2 separate regions of the Mus musculus genome follow, and region 1 is linked to region 2. A link is a contact called in public HiChIP or PLAC-seq data. All regions are on one chromosome and are shown on one strand. The core of a region is the stretch at or near the end of the contact, and the rest is flanking DNA. Distances in the headings are between cores, read along the strand shown. Region 1 overlaps Rbm33 (RNA binding motif protein 33). Region 2 overlaps Cnpy1 (canopy FGF signaling regulator 1).

Region 1 (6,227 bases), core at 632-3,131, 200 kb before region 2:
AGAACTCCATGATGCATCTTTTATGAGGTCGTTGTCTACAATGGAGTGGGACATGGTAGTGATACAACTTGGAGGTCACTTACATCCTTGTAAGTTACCCTTCCTCTATGCTCTGTAAACTCATTGGCTTACCAAGGTGGATTTGGGTAGAATTGTATTTTGTCTGTCACTGTAATCCATGGGCAAATATTTTTTCGTGTCATCTCAGGGAAAGCTAATGACTGGAGAGATTTTTGAGATGACCTCAGCTCCTTTCTCTTCCTCTGCCCAGCTGCTAGGAGAAAAGAAGGCCTTCTCTGTATAACGCTGAAGAGGTGAGGCTTAGAAACTGTGGCTCAAAACCTGACTTGGTGAGACAAGGTAAACCTTTTTTCTTCTTTAAAACCAATTACTCACCTTTTCACAGTAATGAGAAGCTGATGAACACAGCAGCCCCTGTTATCTGTGTTCCAAGGAACTAAAGACTTCTAAAGAAAAGACCCACCCCAGAGCCACACAGAAAAAGGCTGAGACACATCAAACAAGAGTTTGAGTATAGGGAAATAAGCATACATTCAAAGAACAATGGAGAGTTCTCTATGGACACAGAAGCCAATAAGAAGAGAGCCCCTCTAGCGAATCATGATGAGATCTAGCATCAACGTAAATAATGGCCGTGACAGTTCACTGAAAAACCCAAACCTCACAAAGCTGACTAAAGTTAAGAAAATGAACAAGTAAGAGCAGATACACAAGGCACACTAGAACTGGACACATCAGTGCTGGATGGTAAGAAGATAGTGTAGTAAGTGGGGCACTCAGAGCTCCTTCCCAACTACAACTTACAGTGGGTAAGGCCAGCTGTAGAAAAGACTTGGCAAACACTGCCTCACCTAAGTCATTAAAGCTAATCTCAGCAATATAGGGCAAGTCTGCACAGCCACACCAAGGACACATTCCCTTCTATGTCGAGCCTGCCAAACACAAACAACCTCAAACATATCAGAAGAAGCAATAGATAAGATGTAAATTACAGCAAAGGCCACAAAAATCACAGACTGTAGTCTTTTAAAAGGTCAAAGGCAAGCAACATAAAAACCAAGAGACTGCTCCAGACTAAAAGGAGACCAGAAATCAAACATATGGCTCTGGGTGAGACCCCAGGCTAGGCTGGTGCACTATACAGTGTGTAGCTACAGTCTCTAGTGCCTCTGGCCTAAGGCAGCACTCTGTACCTCCAATCTTCTCATAAACCACCGGAGGAAGAGAAATTACTTAGTCATAAATGGACATTGAAATACAGAGAGACAGAGGGTGGGGGTGGAGGAGCAAATGCAGTACAAGATAGAAACCCCTGGTGGATGTGGGAAAGGGACAAGGCCTCAAATTTTCTCTTTCATCCAAGATGTAACAAAACGAAATTTAGCCTGTGACCCACAGAAAGAGGGACCCACACACTGTCTCTAAAGGAAGCCTGGTGAGAAGGACGGAGATACCCTCACTGCCTCTCTAAGACAGGGAAGAAGAGGGACAAATTCACCCCATTTTCCAAAGCAAGCTCCCATAGATCAACTGAGGTCTTCCACGGGATAGTAGGACAGCCTTTAAAAACAAATACAAAGAAGCCCACTGCGGACCAGCCAGCTTTCCTGCTGGGTGGGGGTCCTGAGTCTCTCCCACTTCTCCATGTGCTCAAAGAAGACAACTGTTTACTTAGTTTGCTGCCAAATTTCTAAATCTTTCATAACCGGGATCAGGATAAAGTATCTGCCTACTTTCCACTTTCTCCCTTCAACCAAAGGATAGTTCCCGGAAAGGAACTAGGCCTTTGTTTTACTGATAAGCAAAGATGTAAATCAAGTAACCAAGGTCACTCAGAGGTGAGCTGGGTTTCACCTCTCAGGAGCCAGAAGAGGCTGAAGGCTTTGTTTTAACTGCTTGTTTCTAAGGTTAATCAGAGAAGGACTGATGGTCCCAGCAGTCACAGGAAATAAACTTTTGATGTTTCCTACCTTTGCTTTTATTATTAAATAGGGCCAAGACTCAGAATTGAACCCAACCAGATGTCTGGACCTACTGCTTCGTTATGTGGAGACTCAGTTTGCTCCACAGTGAAATGAAAATGTGAGTGGCACATGCTCAACCCTAGACAAACAGTAGCCATTGCAAATGCCAGCAGGAAGCACAGACCTCTTTAAATCCTCAGGAACACTTTAATCTGCCACCGATTTTCTTCTAGAACTCCTCCCAGCCACCAGACCTAGCATTTATAGGCAGAAAATTGAGATGATGATGAAGATGGTGATGATGAAGAGAAAGAAGAAACAGCAGCAGCACAGAATCCCAGAAGCAGCCAAGATAGACAACTACCCAAGCATGGGTTTTTCTATAGCAAAAGCAGGGAAGCTTTTATGTGTCAGATGATCACACAGAAGGCTAGCTTGTGACCCTGGAGAAGGAGAGCTTCAAGTTCTATGTGCTATAAAAAATGAGTTTCAGAGCAGTCAATGCCAGATATGGTGCCAACAACAAGCTCTATATGAAACACAGCATCTTCCTCCAGGCATAACTGAACAGTGATCCAGCCATCACAAGTACACAGAATATCAAGAAGTTATTCTTAAGAGAAAAAAATTATTTATTTTATGTAAATGAGTGCTCTATCCGTACAGACACTTTCATGCCAGAAGAGGGCATCAGATCCTAGTATAGACAGTTGTGAGCTACCTTGTGGTTGCTGGGAATTGAACTCAAGACCTCTAGAAGACAAGCCAGTACTCTTAACCACTGAGCCATCTCTCCAGCCCCCAAGAAATCATTCTTGTGAAAATCTTTAGGATTGTTTCCTATTATCACGATGAAATTGTTTTAATAAAGAGGACCTAAATAATTCCAATAAAAAGAACTAATGTACAACAACTAGAAGACAAATGAATGAAAACATCTTTAAAGGTAACATAATTAAAGAAATGACTAAAATCTACTGTCTTAAACTCAGACTCTCCATCTTTCACGATTTAAAAAAAATTCAAGAAAGTCGGGTATAGTGGCAACCCACTTTAATTCTTGTATCTGGTAATGTAGGCAAAAACATCAGGAATTCAAACTACATAGCAAATTCAGAACTACATGAAACCCTATCTCAAAAATCAAAATGAAATATGCAAAGATGAATGATTTAATTTTTAAATTAGCTATGAAAGACAAGAAACACCCACTGCGAGTCACACCAGGCTCACAGGTTATAAGTCACACACACAAGCCCAAAGAAGTTGAGTCATTCACAACTGGTATGAGGTATAACAACAGCTGGCTAGAGCTAAGCACAGAGACTCATGTTCTTAAGTAGTACTGGTCAAAAAGCCTGGCTAGAGAATGACTGCCAAAAGGAACTATTGAGCGCTTTCAATTTAGTTACATAGATTTTCTGTTAGATAGCCATAAAGGAGGCAGCTCTCTTAGGAAGCATGAGCTAACTTCTGCCTTATAATAAAACGTTCTCCAATGGTCAGCCCTGAAAAATACAAGTAACATTATACAGGACAAACAGATTGCATTTATTTATTTAGGAACACACAAACACACCCCTCTCTACAACTGAAGCAGCAGTTTTAACCTGTGTGTTATGATCCCTGGGGGCATGTCTAGCAACCCTTTCATAAGGTCACATAAGACCATTGGAAAACAGATTATACAGACAGACAGACATATGTGGTCAAGTATATGCGCACGTGTGCGTGTATGTGTGTGTGTGTGATGTGTGTGGTGCATGCCTGCAATCCAAGAGGTGTGTGTGTGTGTGTGTGTGTGTGTGTGTGTGTGTGTGTGTGTGTGGTGCATGCCTGCAATCCAAGAATGCAAGAGGCTGAGGGAGGAGGGTAACAAGTTTGAGACCACTCTAGGAAACAGTAAGAAACCACCCCACCTCCTAAAAAATAAGAATCAAAAAGAAAACACATTAAGTTTTCTTTAAGAAACTTTATAAGCTATATATTGTACTTTTACCCTACTATTAGTCAAGAGCTTCTAGCAAAATAGAATTCAGCCAACAAGAAAATGCCATAATTCAAACAGTGAACTGGAAAACTAAAACCTTTCACACAGATGTCACTTACAAGCTTCTCCTCCTCTCATTCTCAGGTTGCCCGACTGTGATGCCTGACTCAGTACAGACTCATAGCTAGATTCTTAGAGGCAGAGCACAGAGCTGAGCCCTAGGGTGATGCCAGTGCCAGGAAGAGGACAACTATGGTTGATACCTAGTAGCAACTAAAGGAAATGATAAAAGTCAAATATGTGATAGCACCAGACACTGGAACACACAGCTACTTACTTTCTGAATTGTCCTAATTAGGCACATTTTGCAACTAACCCACAATTATATGTTCTCTTACTAACAGTTCCTATCCACTTAGAGGAGGTAGTATTTGGGAAATACTATTTACTCAAGATAAAGAGCGAACACCACCAGAGACTCATCAGGTTGATCAAAGTTGCCAACACAGAAGTAGAAGAGCTGCTAAAAATGCACATCAGTACTTAAGAGTCAAAAAAAGAAAGGTTAGATAGAACCGTTCCAAAGTGACTGGTGGCCACTTAAGTGGAAATTCAAAAGACTGTTTTTCCTATTTGCCATAAAAGTACGCAGTAATGAAGCAAAATCACAAATAAATTTCATATTAAATGACTTAGCTTTGTTTTTACATTGGAGCAAAGAAATAATTTTAAGTATATACAGTTTTTTTCTTTTTAAAGGAAGTATGCTTTCTAGTTTAAAATGCTGCTGCCTATGGGTAGATACTTAACTTCTATGGCAGAGCATCTATCTACACAGTTCTTCCCACCAGTGAGGAAGTCTTATTGCCACCAGTAGTCATCTTCTCTTGAGCTTTTAAGTCAGTGAGACAGACTAAACCTTCAAGTTTAAAATAAAGGCCCAACCTAGTCGGCCATCAATGGGAGGAGAGGCCCTTGGTCTTGGGAAGATCATATGCCCCAGTACAGGGGAATGCCAGGGCCAGGAAGTGGGGGTGGGTGAGTTGGGGAGCAGGGCAGGGGTGGGTGAGGGGGACTTTAGGAGAGGAAACTAGGAAAGGGAATAGCATTCAAAATGTAAATGAAGAAAATATCTAATAAAAATTTTTAAATAAATAAATAAATGCCCAAAGCTAGGAAACCATTATACAAACTTTACTGTGCCACTGAACATAGCAGCTTCAGATGTTAAATGTGACAAGAGGAAAACATTCAGATAAAACAGGATTGTGGATACTCACTGAGTATTCTACATATGTAATTTACTTGACATTATTCTATAGACATATACTTAAATCACATGGGAGAAATTCTGTTTTCTCTCTCCTCATACTCAGCTAATTGATAAGCAAACCACATATATAGCATTTCATACACCAAGTGGCACTGCTGCACTTCCTGGGTGGAATTGCAGGCCCTTTTCCTTTTTCTACTGTACAAATGTTGTGCCTTTAGCCAATCACTAACTTAGTTTACAAGGTGAAATGCATACAACAGGTATCACTGCTACAGAGCACAGCAATTACACAGACAAGTATGTGGCTCAAAAGCGGGTCCACCCCCTCTGACCATACATACATAAATGCTATAAACAACTACTCTGTGTGTAACAATTTTTTTGAGATGGGATTTCTTTGTCTAGCCATGGCTGCCTTGAACTCACTCTGTAGAACAGAATGGCCTCATAGAGATCTGCCTATTTCTGCCTCTTGTGTGCTGGAATTAAAGGAATAAGCACACCTATGACAAACTTGATAGTTTCATTGTTGGATTATGAGAGCACTGTTTTTATATATTATATTTTATATATTACATATATAAAATATATAAATATATATTTATATAATATATGTTATATAATTTATATAATATATATTTTAATATATTACATATATAAAAAAGCTAAAACTGAGAAAGGTATAGCTGCAGGATGACTCAATGGCCTTTGACTAGACGCAAGGCAGCTGAGACAATATGGGTTCATATAGAAGTAGAACTTAAATCTTAGGTTTGGTTAATCTACGTGACTCTACCAGAGTTCACGTTCAACTCTTCTTATAAAGACTAATATCCTCTAAAGCAAACAAATTTACAGAGAAATTCATAAAATTTGTCAACTTACCCCTCCAGACAACTTAATCACCCTGACCTTGGAGCTGACATGTGGCCCATCTCCACCACCTCCACTGTTGGCCCTGTGCATGACAGTCCTC
Region 2 (6,943 bases), core at 2,975-5,474:
GACTTAAAAAGACGATGTAGCTAAAGTAATTCACAGCCATTCTTAAATAGAACTGCTACCCTTGCTTTAAAAAGGAAAGTAATGTGAATCAAAATAGCTAGTGCCTCCCTACTCAGCATCTGCACCTCTCTAACCGTGAAATGCCCTGCATACATCATCCTTAAATGCTCCAAATTCCTGTGGAGGTCTCAAATGATCCTTGCTCAAAAAAGGCTGAAAGATGGGATGAGGACAGTAGGGTTGGCCCATGAATCTTTCTGGAAACTGGACTTGGGATCCATGTAGGTGTTGGAAATATGTTCCTTTCTAATTTTCCATGTATTTACAATTTTTAATAAGAAAATCTTTAAAATGTGCTGCCGCTGGCATGGGCTTTCTGAGGAGAGAAAAACGGCTCGGTGGCCTGGGATTTACTGGTTAGTGACACCTTACTCTTTTTCCAGATCTATGTGGCACTCCTACCAACAGCCCTGAACCCTAGGTATGAGAGGAGTGGAGTCAGCCCAACAGGTCACTGTGTGCCTCCACATCGTGTGACTGCCGTGATAAGGAAGTTCATCTTCTGTCTGCTGTTCTTGTCTCATGCGTGATATTGGTTTGAAAATCTCTTGCTTGGCATCGTGACAAACCCCAAGTCTTCTCTTAGGTGAAGAGAAGTTTATAAAACAGAACACCCCTTTGCATATTTGGATGGAAGCTGGGTTGGCAATAGAGCATTAAATCTGGCCGTGGGAAAAGGGCAAAGCTATTTCTTGAAGTCAGTAGGAAATTAAGGGTGGGTCTGAGCAAATGAGCCTGACATGTCCATACACAGTTTGCAGTTTCAGAAGAACTCAGTTTGATTTCTCAAATTCTTGATCAGCCACAAATTCAAGGTATTCAGTTGTAACAAATGCCGTGGGCTGGTTATTCCAAAAGGTTCTGTGTGGTGGTTTTAAAGCCACCCCTCTCAGTCAGGAATGGGACTTACAGATCTGGAAACTCTTATATTTTAGAACTAAGATTCGATAGAACCGATAAAAGAGTGAATACGTCGCACAGTCGACTGGCCATCATATCAGAGTTTACTGGCCCTGAGTTCAGATGATTCCAAAGGCTATCACATAGTGGGTTTCAAAAAATTCGGCACCGAACACGTTTTTGTCTTGCTTGAGTCTCTCTTGGTTTGTTTTCCCCTCACTGATCATAGTGTATAAATTTTCCTACTGGCTGATTTGTCACTCTTTTATGGGACTTTTATTTATGTATTTATTTTTGGATGTGGAGGGATATTAACCTTTACCACACTTACTGTAACAAAATGTAATAACAGTTTCTCCTGGGTGTTCTCATTGTCTCTGCTAAATTTGCATTCAGTGGAATTGAACTTTAATTATTCAGCATGTGTGGGTACAGGTTACACCTGTTTAATTAAAGAAATTGTCACCACTGTCATTGAAACTTGCATGAATAACAGGCAATCGTTTTACCAGAAGAGCTAAAATGGTTGTTTATAAAACCATCCAGAAAAGACACTATTTAGGTCATGAACTGGGCTCCTTGGCCAGAATAATCTTTATATTTGCAAAATTTTACCAACATAAAAGGAAGAGATTTCTATTTTTTTCCTTCCCCTTAGTCTTAAGTCTTAAATGTCACTTGTTTATCTGGGAATCTGAGAAAATCTGTGCTTTTGCAAAGTGTCTGTGGTTAGTTGTATTATAGGCCCCCTGTAACCCTGAGATTCTGTGCTCCAAATGGACAAGGAAGAAGAGATACAAGGACAGGTGATGCTACCTCCCAGTGGGGAAAGAAACATGTTATTTAAAGCATATTCTGAGCTATAGTGGAGATGCCACAAAACGGGAGGGGGGAACCTGGTCCTTGTATCTTATTTCTATAACCTGTAAGATTAATCAGCATTTGAGGTAGGAAGTCTTTTTAGCATTGTTTTACTTAGGCTTTATTAGGACATGCATCCTAGGGTCCCGTTTTGTAAGATTTGCCTTATGGGAACAAGGCTGAGAGGGTGCGGTTATCAGGCTGCTCTTCTGGCACCTTTGTGCAGATGGAGCGTCAGGCTCTCGGCATTGGAAATTGTCCTGGATTTCTCACCAAGCAGGGTCTTAGATCTTACCAGTTGTTTGGCTAACTCATGACTCATTTTTTTTTTAAATTCTTTTCCATACCAAGCTTGTTGAGCTCATGTAAATGCCTATGGATTACTGAGTTGCTGATTAAATCTTGGTTTGATTGAGAATTAGCCAGAGCCACTGTCTCTCTGCCTGTTTCTTGTGAGATGCCTGCTTTGCTGGGAAGTAGCCATAGGAGAGAGAAGCTGTACTGGCTGCCATTCTCCTGACTTTAAAATGACACCAAATACAAAGTAAGATGAATAGCCAGAGAGAACCACTCAACACTAAAAGCAAGCAAATGAAACAAGTGCCAAGCAGCAAGATGAAAATTTCTCAGAGTTAGCAAAAATCAGCATAGATCTGGGTCAAAAAATTAATAACAACAACATTAATGTTCCTTGAAAGTCAGGGTGAGTAATCGAAGTCAGGAAGGGGGAACTTGTGTTAGAGGAAGCGTGTAAGCCATGCTTGAACCTGTATTCTCACAATCCACATATCAAGCTGGCCAAAACAAGATGCTTAGCTTTGTTCTGCAAGTTGCTGTTTGCTAAGAACAAGCCAAGACTGCTGAACCCATTTCACTGGCGAGTAGAGGGTCGAACCAAGCCAAAGTCCCAACAAGAAACACCCACCCTTTTTTGAGACAAGTCCTAAGACATAGCCAAAGCAGGAGCTCTGACCTGTGTCTCTGCTCCTACTGTGTTATTCTCACACATAGTTCCATGTAACAACAACAACAACAAAAGTTTAGCTGTGTATCAGTCTCAAAATTCAAATTATGGTAGGATATTGGGGGAAGTCAATCTTGTATATGTTTGTTGGTCTGCTCTTAAACTTGATATAAACTTGTAAGCTAATCTTAGACTTAGAAATGTTAAAGGCCAATCAGTAGAATGTGGCACTATTAGTAGGTACATTAAATTATTGCAAGAAAACTATACTTGTAAGAGACCAGTGTGGTTTTGTTATAACTTCCTGACTGCAATATAATTCTCTTCTTAAGTGTATTTGCTTTTAGACCAAGGAAAAAGGTGAATAGAAAAGATCAAATGCAATAAATGTAGCTGAAATATGGCCTAAGAATCAGCTAGGAAAAGATACAGTAAATGGCATGGTCTCGCTGAAGTACTTCCTGCCCCGTCCTAGACCTGTGTGAGGCAGGGGTCACGGTCATGCTTTGTCATCTTCTGTCCTGTGGGAAAGGTGATGGCCTTTATGTAATGTTGGTTAAGCTACTTCCTGTTACTTCATCATCACTGGCAGGAGGTTTGCCTTAGAAGGGCAGTAATTGGAGGCAGTCTCGCTCCTCTTCTGATTATCTGAGAAAGTCCAGAAGTGAGTGGAAGAATGGGTGATGGATGGATGCTTGGTAGATGGGTTGGATGGGATGGATGGGTCAGTGGTGGGTAACTGGATCATGGATGGATGGATAATTGGATGAATGGGTGGGTCAGTAGGAGGGTAACTGGATGGTGGTTGGATGGATGGATAGATAAGTCGGTAGGTGAGTTAAGTGGACAAACAGATAGGTCAGTGGGTAGGCAGATGGATGGATGGATTAGTGGGTAGATGGGTAGGTAAATACATAAGTAGAAAGAAACTTAGATATAAAGGTTAAACACATAGGGAAATAAATAAAATTGGGAGATGGGAAGCATATTTGGAGATTTGATGACTCTAGAAAAATCCTGGAGAAATGGTATCTGGAAATGTAAGTCCATCCAGAAAACACAACATTACTATACTTCTCATCTTGAAGAATTGTCTTCAAGACCATTTCAGAAAGAGAAAAATACTTTAAATTACAACAGAAATGATCCCATCTCAACAGTAAGATAGCTGTAAAAATATTTTCAAATATTAACTTGCTGAAAAACAAAAGTTCTGTGGAAGACAGAATCTTGTAGTGTGCCAGGATTGTGGGCCACAGATCTAAAACAGCCTATCTGATCTTTTGTGCCCTCCAAACACAGCAAGCAACAGAAGCCTGACTAGGAAAGCAAATGACTCCGTGGATGGTCTTGTTCCCTCCAGCCACTGAGGGGGAAGAACTGGAATCTGGGCGGTGCACATTCCTTCCCAAAGAGCTACTGAGGGGGCTGAAGTGTCCCCTAGGGCAGGCTCATCTCCCCATGTTGAGGAATGAATGTCCAAAGTCAGCCAATTGAGCATGGCTGGGACTCAGAGCATAAGGCAGAAGTTAAACAATTGTTGCTAACTTTAAACATCACAATAGCAAGGCTAGGGCTTCAAGCAGCACAACACACTCCTGGCGTTTTCTGTGGTGGTTTGCCTCAGCAGCTTTCAGAGTGAGTGGGAATTTCTCCACAGCGCATTTTCTGAAATCAGCAGATAAAGGGAGACTGTAATCCCAAAGTGACGCTGCAGTAACAGATCTCAGTCAACAATCTTGTGGAGGTCATCTTTATGGCTCTGTTGTTCTTCACCGGAAGACACAGCTGAGGCACTCTGGCACCCCTGGGTTATGGAAGAAAGCACAACACTAGGAAATAGACTATCTGCTCCCATTTAACAAAAGCTCTATTAAGATGGGAACTCTGATACAAAAGCAGGTCCCACACAGGGTAACAGATAATTAGAATAAAAACAGACGCTTCAACTGGCTTAAATGTAATCAAAACCCTGGTTACAAATATCCTAACATTAATGGGTCCAGTATGCTTTGTAAGTGACACTCCAAACAGTGGGCAAAGGAGATATCCAGTTAGTGCCATCATTCCCCTAGTGGGTCCTAGCCTGGGAACCCATACCTGGCCTGGACTAGGGCTGATCACGGGCTGGTGGCGTATCTCTCTTGTGCATACCCACCAGTGGGATGGAAAAGCCTTTGAGCTAAGCAGCACTGGGCTGGAGGGAAGAGGTGAGTGAGTGGATGCTGGCCCCCAAGCCCTTCAGCATGGACACAGCAGAGTGGAGGCAGAGCTCAGGGGGAGGGCTGTGTGTGGGCAGCATGGGACTGAATGCAGGTTCACATTGTTTCCAAGTCTTGCTCTTCTCTCGTCCAGTGAGTGAGTCTCACATCACACAAATCTCCACTCCATTCTTTCTGTATAGTTCCTGATGATTGATTCCCAGACAAAAACACTTCCTCCTGTGGTGAGCAGCTCTACTCTCCTGTCAGGGCAGGAAGTTGGGAGAGTTGGAGATCTGTCACAGCTCTGCCCACCATGCAGCGGAGCCAAGGCCAGGGACAGGCAGAGCTGGGGACAGTGGACAAGGAGTTAGATCTGCCTATTTATTCTCTGGGTTCCCTTACCAACCCTCAGCCCCCTCTGAGCAGCCTGTGTCCTTGAACAAGAGCTATTCTGGACAGTCAATAAGGGTCCCAAGGGAACAGTGTGTCTCAGACAAAGCCTTATCTGAAGGATGAGTGATGAGCTGGGGGCTGGGCCCCTTCCTATTACTATCTTATTGATTTACACCTCGAATTCCCAGTGCACAGCTCTGGTGCATCTCATAGGCTGGACTATAAATCCAAGATTCACTATGCCACATCTGGAGAAAGGCAAGGTGGACAGCTCACTTTGGGACCTGGCTAGTCGTACTGGGTGGTAGATGATTGATTCAGAATAGCTGCCTCTCCTCTCTCCATCTAATCCTCCACACATAGACCTCAGGTTCCACCATTCAAAAATATAAAATGTGCCCTTTGTCCCAACAGCTCTTTGATCACAAAAGAAGTCAGTCTTGTAATGTCCATACTAGGTCCAGGATGAGAAATGATCTCCAGTGGTTAGGAGCCTTCTGGTTAACCTAAGTATGCTAGCCTTGCTGTGGCAGGTAAGAGCGGTCATGGGGGATACCCAGCCACTGGGAACTCCCCTGAGATGGACTTGATCAGGATGCACAGTTGATGTAGCAGAGAGAGGAAAGTGGAGACTGGCTTGTAGCAAGAAGGATGGCCAGCTGGAATGCTGTGAGGAGTCTCCAGAGAAACCCTGGTCCCTGACAGGGTTCAGGCATCATGGGTTAAGTGAAGAACAGCACACTGAGCACCCCAATAAGAGGAGGTGACAAACCCTCAGCATCTCAGCTTCTGACAAGAAGCAGGGAGACAAGAGACAGCAGGGGCTGCAGGCAGAAGAGAGGTGCCCCAACCTTGTCTTTTACCCCTGAACGCCTTATTCAGGCCTTGTCCTTGCTGGGCTTCATATTGGCTGAAAACTCAAGTTACATGCATGCCTCTGAGCTCGGTGACAGGCTCCCCAACTGCAGGTAAGTCTGGGTTCCAGGAAGATGAGAAGTGTTGGGTCAAGCCTCTAGAAGGAATCACACAGAACAGCTGTGGGGCTGGCTGTCCCACAGACAGTACTCCTGCTGGCCTGGAGGCACAGAGTGGGCACTGCTTGAATGTCAAGGTGAGCACAAGCTCTGTGGATGGGAGGATAAAGAGGCTGTTTCCTTCCTGATTTAAGACTCTTCGAAGCCTGGCTGGGTAGAGTGCACAAGAGGGGACAGGACCCCTTGGCCAGCTGGTCTGCCATGAATGGTTGTCTGACTCAGGACCTGCAGCCAGTTGACCTCTGCTTCTTTTGTCCTCTTTAGGCCTGACATGGGAGTGTCTACTATGGTGAGTAGATTCTTGTACAGGACCTGAATACAGTTCCCAGAACCTACATGGTGGCATACAATCATATGAAACTCTAGTTACAAGGACTATGATGCCCCCTCTGAACTCCACAGGCACCAGGACATACACAATGCACTCACGTACTTGCAGGCAAAACACTCAGATACTTAAAATAGATCTAAAATTTTAAAAGGAGTAATCTTAAACAAATAAAAAAAGCCTAGACTAAGCATCAGGC

Evidence for each region. HiChIP or PLAC-seq counts read pairs in DNA pulled down with a chosen protein or histone mark.
Region 1: a contact with region 2 is called in an H3K27ac HiChIP or PLAC-seq map of embryonic stem cells, with 2.3 times the contacts expected there. The contact joins two enhancer-like sites. A contact is called at or near these places in 3 of 484 Hi-C or Micro-C datasets (embryonic stem cells and pancreatic cancer cells), 1 of 115 datasets of contacts at active chromatin or transcription factors (embryonic stem cells) and 1 of 9 other capture datasets (liver).

The regions. Positions count from the first base shown.
Region 1 is chr5:28,394,580-28,400,806 of GRCm38.p6, reverse strand. Rbm33 (RNA binding motif protein 33) reads right to left here. Exons shown (of 19, transcript NM_028234.1): 15 at 6,137-6,227. Among named protein-coding and RNA genes, the nearest start is that of 9530036O11Rik, 69 kb to the left of the region's middle. Within about 2 kb of position 1,881, at least 55 of the 459 cell types and tissues checked have an H3K27ac peak or open chromatin away from gene starts, as enhancers often do. A contact at or near this core is called in embryonic stem cells, where this site is marked.
Region 2 is chr5:28,196,937-28,203,879 of GRCm38.p6, reverse strand. It overlaps Cnpy1 (canopy FGF signaling regulator 1), which reads left to right. Exons shown (of 3, transcript NM_001310511.1): 3 at 444-3,061. The coding sequence ends at 481. Among named protein-coding and RNA genes, the nearest start is that of Cnpy1, 9.8 kb to the left of the region's middle. Within about 2 kb of position 4,224, at least 3 of the 459 cell types and tissues checked have an H3K27ac peak or open chromatin away from gene starts, as enhancers often do. A contact at or near this core is called in embryonic stem cells, where this site is marked.